3 separate regions of the Zea mays genome follow, and all the other regions are linked to region 2. A link is a contact called in public Hi-C data. All regions are on one chromosome and are shown on one strand. The core of a region is the stretch at or near the end of the contact, and the rest is flanking DNA. Distances in the headings are between cores, read along the strand shown. Region 1 has its middle 71 kb from the start of LOC109945197. Region 2 holds the start of LOC103642983 (brassinosteroid LRR receptor kinase BRI1). Region 3 holds the start of LOC100273094.

Region 1 (4,774 bases), core at 1,478-3,977, 140 kb before region 2:
TCGGCGTTTCGAGACAGGGGGGTCCCTAAGCCGACGAGTGAGTGTGCTGCGTGCCCCAGCCCAGATGGGTCGAGCGCATGGGCGAGCGCGAAGGGGGGAGAGGCGAGGCGGCCGGAGCCGAGCGTGAGAGAGGTGGAAGTCCCGCGGCCTTCGTGTTCGTCCCGCGCCCAGGTCAGGTGCGCTTGCAGTAGGGGGGTTACAAGCGTCCACGCGGGTGAGGGAAGCGAGCGGCCCCAAGAGAGCGCCTGTCCCGTCCTCGGTCCCGCGCGGCCGACCTTCTCTGAGAAGGCCCTGGTCCTTCCTTTTATAGTCGTAAGGAGAGGATCCAGGTGTACAATGGGGATGTAGCAGAGTGCTACGTGTCTAGCGGAGGGAGAGCTAGCGCCCTAGGTACATGCCAATGTGGTAGCCGGAGAGATCTGGGCACCCTGCTGGCGTGATGTCGTGGCTGTTGGAGGTGCGGCGGAGCCTGATGGAGGGACAGCTGTTGGAGCGGTCGAGTCCCTGCTGACGTTGTCCTGCTTCCGTAAGAGAGCTAGGGGCCGCCGTCGTCATAGAGCTTGTGGAGCGCCATTATTGCCTCTCTGGCGGAGCTGGCCGGATGAGACGCCGGTCTTGTTCTCCGTGACCCGAGTCGATTCGGGGTGGGGTGATGATGGCGCCTCCTGTTGACGTGGCGGTCTGTGCCCTAGGCAGGGCGACGTGGGGTCTCCTCCGAAGCCGAGGTTGAGTCTGCCTTCTGTTGCCGTGGCCGAGCCCGAGCCAAGGGGTCGGTCGAGGCGGAAGTCGTTCGGCCGAGGCCAGGGCGGAGTCCGAGCCCTGGGGTCGGGCGGAGCGGAGTTCGCCGTCTTCCGGGTCTTAGCCCGAGTCCGAGCCCTGGGGTCGGGCGGAGCGGAGTTCGCCGTCTTCCGGGTCTTAGCCCGAGTCCGAGCCCTGGGGTCGGGCGGAGCGGAGTTCGCCGTCTTCCGGGTCCTAGCCCGAGTCCGAGCCCTGGGGTCGGGCGGAGCGGAGTTCGCCGTCTTCCGGGTCTTAGCCCGAGTCCGAGCCCTGGGGTCGGGTGGAGCGGAGTTCGCCGTCTTCCGGGTCTTAGCCCGAGTCCGAGCCCTGGGGTCGGGCGGAGCGGAGTTCGCCGTCTTCCGGGTCCTAGCCTGATTCCGAGCCCTGGGGTCGGGCGGGGCGGAGTTCGCCGTGGCGCCTTTGGCGAGGCCTGACTGCCTGTCAGACTTACTCTGTCGAGTGGCGCTACAGTCGGAGTGGCGCAGGCGGCGCTGTCCTTCTGTCAGACTGGTCAGTGGAGCGGTGGAGTGACGGCGGTCACCTCGGCTCTGCCGGAGGCGCGTGTCAGGATAGAGGTGTCAGGCCTCCTGTGCGTTAAATGCCCCTGCAATTTGGTCAGTCGGTGTGGTGATTTAGTCAAGGTTGCTTCTGAGCGAAGCCAAGGCCTTGGGCGAGCCGGTGATGTGTCCGCCATAAAAAGGGGGCCTCGGGCGAGACGGAAGTCTCTCGAGGTCGGCTGCCTTCGGCCGAGGCTAGGCTCGGGTGAAGCGTGATCGAGTCACTCGTGTGGACTGATCCCTGACTTAATCATGCCCATCAGGCCTTTGCAGCTTTATGCTGATGGGGGTTACCAGCTGAGAATTAGGCGTCTTGAGGGTACCCCTAATTATGGTCCCCGACAAATCCCCGATGGGTTACGATCTTAGATGGACTTTTGTTACACCATCATAGAAGTTGCAACGAATGAACGCCTTGAGTGATGAGTTATATTTGGAATATGTACCTTTGCAACTATATTATTCCCTAAGTTCTTTAAAATGACTAGTAGTTTGCTTTGCACAACCATGTATACATTGTGGTATATGATAAGATAGAAAATTATAGCACGCCAACCTCATCCACCATCATTATTCCTGATGGATAATGAGACATATATCTTGAAGAATATGTTTGAGTTACGAGGAGTAACGACTTTGACATATGTTATCGTGAGGGGAACAAATGCTTAATATTGATAATAATTGTGAGATATTGAATGTCATATTGTATGCCCCAAAGGCGTCAAGTTGATGATCAATATGTAAACCTTTATGAAAGTTTATTATATTTGTTGTATTGTTTTTTCCTTGACGAGTTTTACTGAAGTTTCGCACATATGGATTTTAACGAGGCAATAGAGTGCAAATGCAATATGTGTCACCATGCTCTCTTTCTTCATATTTTCCCACTATATTTTTGAGAGTTTTAATGAGGCATGTGTTGGTCGCGGTATTCGTCCTAAGAGAGTGTTAAAAAGCACTAATGGAGAAAGTGATCTGTGGTAATCTAGTTCTCAGCACGATCAACCAACAGTCCAAAACCACCTAGGTTAGTTATGAGATAGCCAATAGGCGTGTGATGAGTGACCTGACGGACCTGGACTGCTCGGGTTTGGTCGACTGAGTTCACCAGTGTATTTAGCTGTACAAAATACTGTATATATGATGTACTTCCTCCGTTTTTTTTATTTGTCGCTGGATAGTGTAATTTTGCACTATCCAGCGACAAATAAAAAGAAACGGAGGGAATATATTACTTTCTCCATTCTTTTTATTTGTCGCGTTAACGGAGTTAGTACTATAAACGATGTAGAGTTTGAAATGCACGTTGGAATACATGGGCTAGTACTCAGCCTTGAGTGCGTTCCGCCCAAGTGAGCGTGCAAGTACAGCCCACAGCCCACAAGAAAGTGGTGGCCTTTGGGCTGTTCTGGTGATGATCATGTCGAGTGCGGCTAAAAGTTCCAGTTTCTGTCTACGCCCTAAAATAGCAATAATGGGCTCACGTAATTAAAAGCAGCGCTAGGCCATGTGCCAAGTTTGGTTGCCGTTGCCTATCTTCTATCCTTGAGTCCCGAGAAAAAAAACATTGTAGTCCTAAATTAAGTAAAATAGGGACTCAGAACTGTAAATGACTGTTTAACACTATTTGTAAAATAAAATTTAAAATATGAGATAAAATAGAGAATAAGATAAAGGATCTGCCGAAGATAGCCTAAGTGTAAGTTAATTATCCATTCTATATGAATTCAGATTTTCATAAAACTATTTTAAATCAATATTCTATTAAAAAAGTTTTAGATGCCGAATCAGATGACTTCATGAGATTGATTGGCTGGTAGGTTGTATTCTGGTTCACGTAATGTTATCTTTTCATAAAAATATATAAATAAAAGTATTCTTAAAAATCAGAACTTTCCGTGAAAAAGCAACTGAAATATAGTATATTTTAATTTATACCGTTCAAAAAAACATGAACTAAATGACAGAGTTGCTAATTAAGAAGAGGGCAAGAAACAAAATCCATGCGAAACTACACATATGTTGTTTCCATCGTTTAGTTTGGAAACATAAATTCCCTCTGAGATTCTCATTGATTAAGAGGGAAATCAACTCATTTTCTATTCAATTCTCAGAATTCCGGAGGAGATTTAAGTTACTCAATCCACGGGAATTTTAGAGAAAATTTAAGTTTCCAAACTAGCCCTTATGAAGGAAAGCTGAAATATTTCAGGTCTGAAACTGATACCATAGTACCTTTGAAAGTGTTTCAAGTGGTTCTAGAGAGAAACATATCTTACCATTTCGAGGAAATTTCAACGGTGAATATGTACGGGATGGATCGCGAGATCGAGAACTGAAGTTAAACACATAAAGGACACGAGAGGGCTCACAATACAATATATTACCCTTGAAAGCTCCCTTGTGAGTTTTGGTGGTTTGGATGACAACGCAATTAAAGGACTAAAAGGAGGTACTAAGTGTTAAACATGTACTTAGTGCAAAGGTTACATGGTTCAACATAAGTGAACAAGTGTGATGGTCAAAAAGAATGGAATGTTTATGGATAATGGATGTCACAAGTAAGATGAACTTTATCTAAGTGAGACTTGATGTGCATAACTTGGAGACAACTGATCAAGCCAAGGATGGATGCAAGAAGAGATTTGAGGCACCGAGTGCACAGGAGAAGGTCAAGGAGGCTAAGGAACCCAAAGCCAAGGGTGAAAAAGAAGACTTCCAAAGTGAAGGGTTTAGGGTTTAGGGTTGAGAAGAGATATGGTGCATCGATGATCATGACTTAAGGACATGACTTATAACCAATGAGGTAATACCTATGGTTATAACCAACAAGGCTCACGATCAAGCTCAAGAAGTGAACAAGGTCACAAGAAGGTGTAGTGTCAAAGCCAGAACCTAGAAGCGGCCCTAAAGAGCTAAGTTCACTTTGACCTTTAGTTTGGGTTGTTCCTGTGTTTGGATATTTTCTATGTGACCTTTACAGTGTGTTGCAGCTGATATATGTCAATCTAGATCAAGTCAAGTTGACTTGATGGTTTGGAGTCCAAGCTCGACCTCGAACATGCCAAAATGGGTAAAGCAATGAAAAATGTTAAGTATGTAAGGTTTGAGTGTTCAGCTATGTTGCATACACCTTTTACTACATGTTTGGTACTCCGGTTTGCTCTCTAATTCTTTTTGTAGAGAAAGAGGTAACTTTAGACTATGTTTGGGAAAAACAGAAAAGTTGGGAGAAGAATTGGAAAGAGGTAACTTTTTGGGACTAAATCAATTGGATTATACTCTAAATGTGTTTGTCTAAGTCTCAGAAAAGTCATCCCAAAAGTTGAAGTCAAATGGAGAAAGAATGGAGGAAAAATCACTTGGTGTGCTAATGGTTGGCGCACAGGACAATGAATAGTAACATGTCCAGTGCACAGGACAGTGAATAGTAATCT
Region 2 (4,429 bases), core at 1,024-3,523:
ACCGAGCTCTGGAATTGAACCATTCAACTGATTATTTGAAAGGTTGATCTCCGACAAGGACAACGTCGAGAAAGAGTTGGGAATAGGCCCTTCCAACTGGTTGTGTGACAGGTCGAGTACAGCAAGCTTCTTGGCACCAGCTAGTTCTGGTGGGATGACGCCAGACAGCAAGTTGTGGCCAAGATTCAGGATCATGAGGTAGTACATGTTCCCAAGCTCCTTTGGGATCTCTGAGTCAAGCTGATTAAATGACAAATCCAGAAATATCATGGAGCCATTCTTATTGAAGGTATACTCGGTGCTCCCCATGTACACCCGAGTGAAGTTGCACAGCTCCTTGCTCGGCATCCGACTGAGCTCTTCAGGTCGGATACTGGTGAACTCTAGCAAGCTCCCCTTGCCATGGCACTCGCTGCTCAGCTCGTCATTGCGAAGATACACATACGGCCGCCCAATGACAAGACCGATGTTCATCTTCCCAGACTGCTTTGCCAGTTCCGCCGGTATTGACCCGTTAAGCTGGTTGCTGTTCAGGTCCAGCCAGACCAAACTCTGGCAGTTGCCGAGCTCAGCCGGTATTGGTCCGGAGAAGGAATTGTTGCTCAGCTTCAAGATGGCCAAGTTACTGAGCTGCCCAAGCCAAGCCGGGATCGGACCAGACAGCTGGTTGCTTGCCAAGGATATCCAGTTCAGCTCCTTGCACTTGGAGAGTTCCGGCGGGATGCTGCCGGTGAGCCCGTTGTAGTCGAGGATGAGATGCTCGAGCTTATCCAAATTTTCCAGGGACGCCGGAATCTCGCCCTCCAAGAAGTTCTGCCAAAGAATGAGGTCCCGGAGCTCCCCGAGCTTCCCGAGGGATGCCGGGAGGGTGCCGTTGATGTTGTTGAGGCTGAGATCGAGAGATTCGAGCCTGGTGCAGTTGGAGATTGACTCAGGGATGGCGCCGGAGAGGTAGTTGTTCTGGAGGTACAGCATGCGGAGGCTGGAGTTGGGGCCTTGGCAGATGGACGAAGGGATGGTGCCGGAGAAGGTGTTGGAGCTGAGGTCCAGCACGTCGAGCTCCGGCAGCGCTGCCAAGGAGTCCGGAATACTGCCGTTGAAGTGGTTGAAGGAGAGGGCGACCACCTTGAGCTGCTGTAGCTCGGTGAAAGCGTCGGCGGGGAGGTCGCTGGAGAAGTTGTTGTTTGAGAGGTTGAGTCCGGCGAGCGAGGTGAGGGCGGCGACGTCCGGCGGGAACGGGCCGACCAGGTGGTTGCCTGAGAGGTTGAGCGTTCTCAGACCACGGCAGTCAGCGAGAGTCCTGCCGGCCACCTCGCCGGCGATGAGGTTGCCGGAGAGGTCGAGGTACTCCAGCCCAGAGCAGTTGGTGAACTCCGGCAGGCTAGAGATCTTGTTCCCGGAGAGGTCCAGTTGGCGGACTGCTCCGACGCCGGCGCCCACCATCCACCGGAGGTCGCCATCGCCGGAGATCTTGTTGCCGGACAAGTCGAGAGCGTCTAGCCGGGCAAATCCGGAGGCGACAACGCCGGCAGACCTCGGCCCACCAATCGAACCGCCGGAGAGGTTCAGCGCGCTAAGCCCGGCGCAGGCAGCGACAAGCGCCTCGACGTCGGAGACGGAGCCCCGCAGGCCGGCATTCGCTGACAGGTCGAGCGACTGCAGCTTGGCCCCGCACCTCGGCACCGCGGCCAGCGTGCCGCTGACGTTGGCGCCGCGCAGGCTGAGCGTCTCGAGGCTGGCCAGCTGCAGCAGGGTGGCCGCGACGGCCCGGAAGTCGGCATTGAGCGGGACGGCGGCGAGCGACAGCGACGTGAGCCGCCCGCCCCTGCAGCCGGCGCCTGGGAACCTGCAGGCGCCATCGCTGGCGCTCCACCCGCGGAGGTCCGTGGCCTGGCTCGGCACGGCCTCCTTGAACTGCTCCAGCAGCTGGGCATCGTCGGCGGCCGCCGCCGCCACGACGACGACGAAGAGTGCCACTACAGCGAACAGCCCCGGAGATTCCATGAACTAGCGCGCTACCTTAAAACCATTAAAGAAGCGGGTCGGCCGACGGGGGAGGAGCCGACGAGATGGTAGGAGAGGGAGAGGTGATGAGCGGAGGTGGGAGTGTGGAGGAATGGGCTGCTATACCTAGAGAGAGGAGCAGGAAGAAAGAAGCAACAGTGTAAAGACAGAGAGAGAGGGGGAGCGCAGGAGACGGGAAGCAAATTAACAGCTGTAGGTGAGGGAAGGGCGGGAGAGAGTGGTGGTGGGGTCACGTCACATGGCATGTGCCCCCTGCCCTCGACTGCTCGCCCTCATCGCGAATCGCTGCCTAATTAGCCCGAGGGCCGAGCGAGATTAGTCTTCTAAACCACGGCGCTTATCCGCTGCCCGCGGCGAGGTTAATCCCGATCGGATCCGACGGCGGAGGGCCGCGCCGGTTGGGACAGGCAGTGCTCTGCTCGAGACGGAGTCACGTGCCCGCCAGGCGCCAGCCGCGGCCTCCGGGGCTCGTCAATCCGCGCGCCACTCCACCACCCGCGGGCGGGCATGGGCAGTTCGGGGTCGCGGTCCGAGCGTGCGGGATCCCTGGCGGGCGTGGAGGGAGGCGGACGCGTGGGCCGCGTTGCTTCGCCGAGTGTTTTTTTGTCTTCACGCCCGTAGCGCGAGTGGGCTGGTAGATCCGATCCGGGGCGGAGGAGCGCGTGCGGTCGACGCTGCGCCGTGCCACCTTTCCGGTGTGAGCCGAGCGTGTGTTATGATGGCGAGGCCGTGAGAGTGGATAAGGTCCCGTTATAAGCCGGCAGCCGAGCGTGTGTTTGTTCGATCGGCGACACTGCCCGCACCCAGGAATGCCAAGGCTAATGCGCATGATAATTTGAACTCTACTCCGTTTTGAATCATTTTGAATTTGAATCATTTTGCATTATAGGTCACTCTTTCGTCGACCCGTGCAGAATTCTAGTCCCGTTTAGAAGAGTTCGGTTATTTAAGTCTATCTCCAGCAGACTCTCTATCTCACTTATGATTCCAGTTTCTATTTTAAACTTTACTCTGTAAATAGTGTAATCTACAGTGCAAAACAGTAATTTACTCGACCTGCTGGAGATGACCGGGCTTCTTTGAATGACTCCTGGCCGGAGCTATCTGGTCCAGGCTTCTATTTCAGATGTCTGATTTCAGTCGCTTGAGCTAAGATGGTTGCCTAGTCAGCATGCTGTCTGGCAGGGACAACCAAACAAACCTTCGCGCTTAGGCTAACTCGAGCAACCTTCCTATGTTACTTACTATTTTAAACTCAACGCTGTAAACAGTGCAATATACAGTACACAATAGTATTTTGCATGCTTCTATCTATGCTCTGTTGGAGATGGGCCTACGCTCGACTCATTGATTATATGATAGATCGATAGAGTGATTTTATTATAATACTAGGAGGGAGAGGGTAAGGAGCTAAGACTATCTTCAACAACTTACTGATCTCGTCTTTTATTTGATCTATAGTGCAGTGTTTTACACGGCCACATGTACGGTCTGTTAGCCATGGCCTCACAAATAGAATATAGTGCAGTGGACGAAGTGAAAAAGATTTTTAGCTCATGGCTTCTAGAATACATAGAGATAAATAGATTCACTTATAGTCCACATCTAAATCAGTTTACATTTTAAGCATTTGACTAGTTGAAGATGTTTTCGTTCTAAGAAATTGAAAGGGAAGCTCTTCCAAACCACTCCTTAGAAGACATATATCTTATATCATAACTTAGTATTGATATTTTTTTATCTTTCAGTTAAGTTAAAATCCTTGTATTTTGTTGTAACTTTATTAAGTCTTCTTATCTATTTCATGGGGAAAAAATCGTATGTCGCTCTTTTTTATGTGATACTAGAGCATGGATAGTCATGTATCTTTTATTTTCTTCATAGAACTTTTAGAATTTATAATTTTTACCATGACTAGTAAAAACTAATGTAAAACTTCTACTTACAAATTACAGGACTTCTTTTTTCTAAATCAACATGTATTTAGTTGAAATCTAATTAAGCACTTGATTTACCTTTTTGTTTTTTAATGTAATGGTAAAAGCTTTGTCTTTCAATAATAAGGCATGTATATGGTAGAAGCTTGATTTACACTGTAGCATCTTCCTGAGGATGTTCATTTCATGTTCTGATGACTTCATGAGATGGATAATTTTGATCGTCAACATATGGCTCCTATTTTTCAAAATAGGTGAGGTTCAAGTGAACCTAAAAACATAATGGCACTAAATAGCAACAATGTCCAAGTCATTGCTAACTTAGCATCTAATGACTATGTAGACATCGGTCATGTTTTATTTTTAAGGGTGATACATGTATTAGCCATTATATGAGCATCACTTAGGCTTCTCTTGGTGGATGATCACTTTGCAAGTTGCAACGTCCCTAACAAATGTGAATCTCA
Region 3 (4,759 bases), core at 180-2,679, 230 kb before region 2:
AAGTGTTTCTAAAAAATAAATTTAGTTAGTAATATGAAGAAAGACCCCTTAAATTGCTTAATAAAATCAACCAAAATTTTAGTAATTTAGTAACTGTATTAGTTATCTCTATTAAAAGTCTTAGCTAGGAAAGATAAGAAATGAATCTAGAATAAAAATATTAAACTCTTTTTATATAGTTTTTGTTTTTAATAATTAAGCTGCTACTTCTAAAATTTCATAAAAATTAGAGCAATTGTTGTGCAAAATTATATAAGTTTTAGATACTGCTAGATAATGGAATTAAAATAGATAAAACTGGTGTCACTGTGGCAATACCTATCATCAAAACCATTCACTAAAACCTCTCAAGGGGTTATTTGCTCAATTTTGTAAAATTGAGCGGGTTAACAGTTGGTTTTGAAGGGTGAAGTAAACTACCCTCTAAAAATGAGGAGGTTATATAGACTTTGATTGCAGCATGTAATAATAATAAATATATATCTATATCAAATATTATATGTTCATCTATTTTTCCGTCCATAACTTCCTAAGTATAATTCTAGTGATACATGATTCAGACTCATGACTCATTCTCATACGAGTTAGACCTCATATACAACTAGATGAATACAAAGTCCGGTATTAATACAAATTGGATTGTGATTAAGTATCAGGCATGTGAACCACACTCATGATCATGACTTATTATCATACGAGTTAGAACGTATCACATCTAACGTAGCGATGATATGAAGTACTACAAGTAATGGGTTTCGTTGCAAGACAAATATGTGTGCTAGTTAGAGATAAAAAGTCCTGTTCTGTAGGTATCTTAGGTTTATGACAAATTGCTAGGCTACAACTAAATGAAGATGCTGCGGTTGATTATATACTTGGGGTTGATGATTATTGTAGAATAAAGTGAATATTGTTTTGTTATGCGAGGATGTATATTTGGGTATATTGTTATAGCTGTTTAGGATCAGATAAGGTTTAATATTAATATAGCGATTTTTTAGTTTTAAAAATAGTTTTATAGTTGATTTATGCTACTAAGGCACATCTAAAAATAAAAATCAAAATTCTAGAGACGATAGATTTACACAAACCGTCAATTCGACAGAACCATTAAGGTTTGTTTGAAAACAAGTGTAACAGAGAGGATTGAGAGGGTTATAATCTCTAATTATTGAGGGGTAGAATCCCCTTCAATTTCCTCCGTTACACTCAAACAAGCACTCAGTCTAAAATTCTCAATTTTCACTCGCCTTTCGTACCGACAAAAACTAAAAACACAGTGAATATATGTTTAATACTGGCGTTATGGAGCTTTCATTAAACTAGTGTCATCAGTCAGCATCAGCATCATGTTCAGCCAGGACTCATGATGGGAGACAAGGGAGGCGAGCAGTGCCTGCCCCCCCTGCATTGTAGCCTTAAAACGAGTATATAGCTCCACCCCTGGATATGTTAGATACATACACCACGTTTTTGAGAAATCGGAGCAGAGATACACAATAATGGAGGCGGCAGGTGGAGAGCAGCACGAAACACGACGACGTGCAGGTGCAGGCCTCGCCCTCCTGGGCGTCGTCTACTCATCGCTGCTCCTGAACGCCATCTTCGTCGCGCACCACTTCCTCTCGCCGTCCCGGCTGCTGCTCCGTGACGACGGGTGCGGGTGCGGGCTCACCTGGTCTCTGCAGGCGGCCAGGGAGGCCGAGGCGGTGGCCGCCGTGGAGTGCTCGGGCCACGGGCAGGTGTTCGTCGATGGCGTCGCCGGCGAGGACGGGCGGCCCGGGTGCGAGTGCAACAGCTGCTTCGGCGGGCCGGACTGCTCCCTTCGCACGCCCAACTGCACCGCCGACGCCGACAGGCATACGCGCTTCTCCTTGCCTTGCTTGCTTGTTTCAGCTGGGGCACTCGATAAGTCTCTCCCGGTCCACGATGGACGCATAATTATTTTTCCTTTTCTGAGTATTATTAGGTTGAAGCAAATTCTACTTTAGGTTTTGTTTAGATACTTACTTCAGTTCACAGATATTGAGGTGGATTTATGTGGAATTTAAGCCAAACATAGTTGTTGTTTGGTTCCATTCCATCACGGCAACCTTGACACAAATGGAGCGTCAACGGGGTCGGGAAGCAGATTTTTCTCTCTTCTTTTATCAGGATGGTTCTTATTAATAAGGATTAGTTTGGAGAAAAATATCAGAAAGGATTAGAGGATTAAAATCTTTTTTTATTTAAAATTAAATAAGAATAAGATTTTAGCTTCTTTAACCCCTCCGATTTTGTGGCTTTTAAACCAGCTCTAATAGTAAGTTTTCGTGGTAAAGTAATAAACGATTGAAATCGAATGAGATAGAGAAGGAAACGATTAATTCGGTTGCTGATTTGCTTATAATTCTACGCATAGCAGCAAAGGAATCTTTGCACGTCGCAATTTCCGGGCACCACTTTACAATCCTGTTTTCCGCCGATTAAAAAAGTCTGCCACCTGCAAGCTTGCTCCGGCTAAATAGATGCAAACAGTTTCCGCTATTAAATAGTACCAGTGCTAACAGTGGTACTGTGCTGACCATATTGTGTTGTTTGTGGCACCAGCGGGAACCCGTTGTTCCTGGAGCCGTACTGGCGGCGTCACGCGGCGGCCAGCGCCGTGGTGTTCTCCGGGTGGCACCGCATGAGCTACACCACCACGGGCGGGTTCCAGTCGGTGGAGCTGGAGCGCCAGATCCGGCGCCTGCACGGGGCCGTCGGTAACGCCGTCGCGGACGACAAGCACCTGGTCTTCGCCAGCGGCTCCCTGCAGCTCATCAACGCGCTGGTGCACGCGCTGTCGCCGGACGCCACGGCCGCCTCGCCACCGTCCAGAGTGGTCGCGGCCGCGCCGTACTACCCGGTCGGTGTTCAGCCTTTTGAATCATCCATCACACTGCATCATCATCAACGGGCTAAACTAAAACTTCAAGTCTGACAAGTCATTTTCTGCTGCTGAATGAATCCCATACGGATGTGTACATGTGCCGTGGTGCAGGCGTACAGACAGCAAACCTCCATGTTCGACGGCCGCGAGTACAGATGGGCCGGAACCACGGCCTTGTGGGCCAACTCGTCACGGGCGAACTCCACCGACGGCACCTTCATCGAGTTCGTCACGTCGCCTAACAACCCAGACGCCCTGCTCCGCGAGCCCGTCCTCCGCGGCTCGGCGGCGGCGATCGTCGACCACGCGTACTACTGGCCGCACTTCACGCACATCCCGGCGCCGGCCGACGAGGACATCATGATGTTCACCGTCTCCAAGCCATCCGGACATGCTGGAAGCAGATTCGGGTATGTCTGCATATACGAATCCATGGGCAGGCCGAGTGACATTCACCTGACCCTGACCTACCTCATGCTTGCCGCATTGCATTGCGCACCGGCCGCAGATGGGCGCTGATCAGGGACGACGAGGTGGCCAAGCGGGCTTTAGAGTACCTGAGGGACAGCAACATGGGCGCGTCGCGGGACACCCAGCTGCGGATGCTGGGGATCTTCAAGTTCATGCTGGCCAACCTGCGCGGCAAGGACGACATCTTCGCCTTCGGCCACGACGTGATGAGGAGCAGGTGGCTCAGGCTGAGCGCCGCCGTGTCGCGGACCCGCCGCATCACGCTGCAGAAGATCGCGCCCCAGTACTGCACGTACTTCGGCCGGGTCAGAGAGCCATCCCCAGGTGAGTGAGCTTATTTGGGAGACAGGAACGGAGCTCGATCGAAATCGCACGTCTGATGACGGCACTAACAGCTAGCCGGTGACTGTCTGTGAACAGCCTACGCATGGGTCAAGTGCGAGATGGAGGAAGACGAAGACTGCTACGAGGCGCTGCTGAAGGCGAACATCATCACGCGCAGCGGCGTCCAGTATGAGGCGAGCAGCAGGTACACGAGGATCAGCCTCCTCAAGTCGGACGACGACTTCGACGTGCTCATGGAGAGGCTTGAAGATCTTGTCGATGCCGACAAGTACGACGATTCCAACGGTTCGAGCTCAATGTAGCAACGGTAATCCACGGAAGTTCGGAAGCTTGGGGCGGTTTAGATCCACCTCTCTAAATTTTAAGAACACTCTAGCTCACATTGTATGAGGTGGGCTAAATTAAAATGCATATGATCAGCTAGGCGCTGATTGTTCTGCGAATGTAGTGGAACAGTCAACTAGAAGTTGACTGTGTTCCCACAATAAAACTACCTATATTGGATTGGCGCAAATTATGCGGTCAGTATATCATTCCATATTTATAGTACAACTTACAGTTTGTTGGATTATTTGGTTCATGTTATTACAATTATTCTATCTTTTTAGGCCAGTTTTAATGAATAGTTTTCGTAACACAGTTACTAACTCCAAAAGAGAGTCTTAAACTAGGTCCAAGTCCAACACATTAGCTTTTGTTATGATAACTATAACAATGAGATTTATCTAGATGAAATTTTCTGTATTTCTCTTCATAACTGACGTGCCAATGCCGGCTCGACAAGTTTGTTGATGTGTCACTCCTTTGAAAATCTCATTGAGATTGTCCTTACTATTCATCTATTTGAAACCATGCCATTGTAATTTGTGTTCTATCTGAAGCCTGCCACTATTTTTCCACCAGCTTAGCTTAGGCAGGGCCGTGCCGGAAGAAAACAAGGTCATGTACAAAGCTATTGAATAAAAAACTCTTCTTACTAAATCATTGAAAAACTCTGTCCATCTATAGTATCGTTGACAACATCATTATTAG

Evidence for each region. Hi-C and Micro-C count contacts between places; a contact is called where the count stands out from the background.
Region 1: a contact with region 2 is called in a Hi-C map of leaf, with 4 times the contacts expected there. The contact joins the enhancer-like site here to the promoter of LOC103642983 in region 2. A contact is called at or near these places in 6 of 25 Hi-C or Micro-C datasets (bundle sheath, ear, leaf and 2 more).
Region 3: a Hi-C map of leaf shows a contact between it and region 2, with 6 times the contacts expected there. The contact joins the promoter of LOC100273094 here to the promoter of LOC103642983 in region 2. A contact is called at or near these places in 4 of 25 Hi-C or Micro-C datasets (ear, leaf and tassel).

The regions. Positions count from the first base shown.
Region 1 is chr3:207,949,079-207,953,852 of Zm-B73-REFERENCE-NAM-5.0, reverse strand. No RefSeq gene overlaps it. Among protein-coding and RNA genes, the nearest start is that of LOC109945197, 71 kb to the right of the region's middle. Within about 2 kb of position 2,727, at least 16 of the 20 cell types and tissues checked have an H3K27ac peak or open chromatin away from gene starts, as enhancers often do. A contact at or near this core is called in bundle sheath, ear, leaf and 2 more, where this site is marked.
Region 2 is chr3:207,812,670-207,817,098 of Zm-B73-REFERENCE-NAM-5.0, reverse strand. It overlaps LOC103642983 (brassinosteroid LRR receptor kinase BRI1), which reads right to left and starts at 2,273. Exons shown (of 1, transcript XM_020550489.2): 1 at 1-2,273. The coding sequence starts at 2,004.
Region 3 is chr3:208,043,154-208,047,912 of Zm-B73-REFERENCE-NAM-5.0, reverse strand. It overlaps LOC100273094, which reads left to right and starts at 1,429. Exons shown (of 5, transcript NM_001156286.2): 1 at 1,429-1,858; 2 at 2,590-2,887; 3 at 3,023-3,321; 4 at 3,420-3,706; 5 at 3,803-4,339. The coding sequence starts at 1,503. The coding sequence ends at 4,029.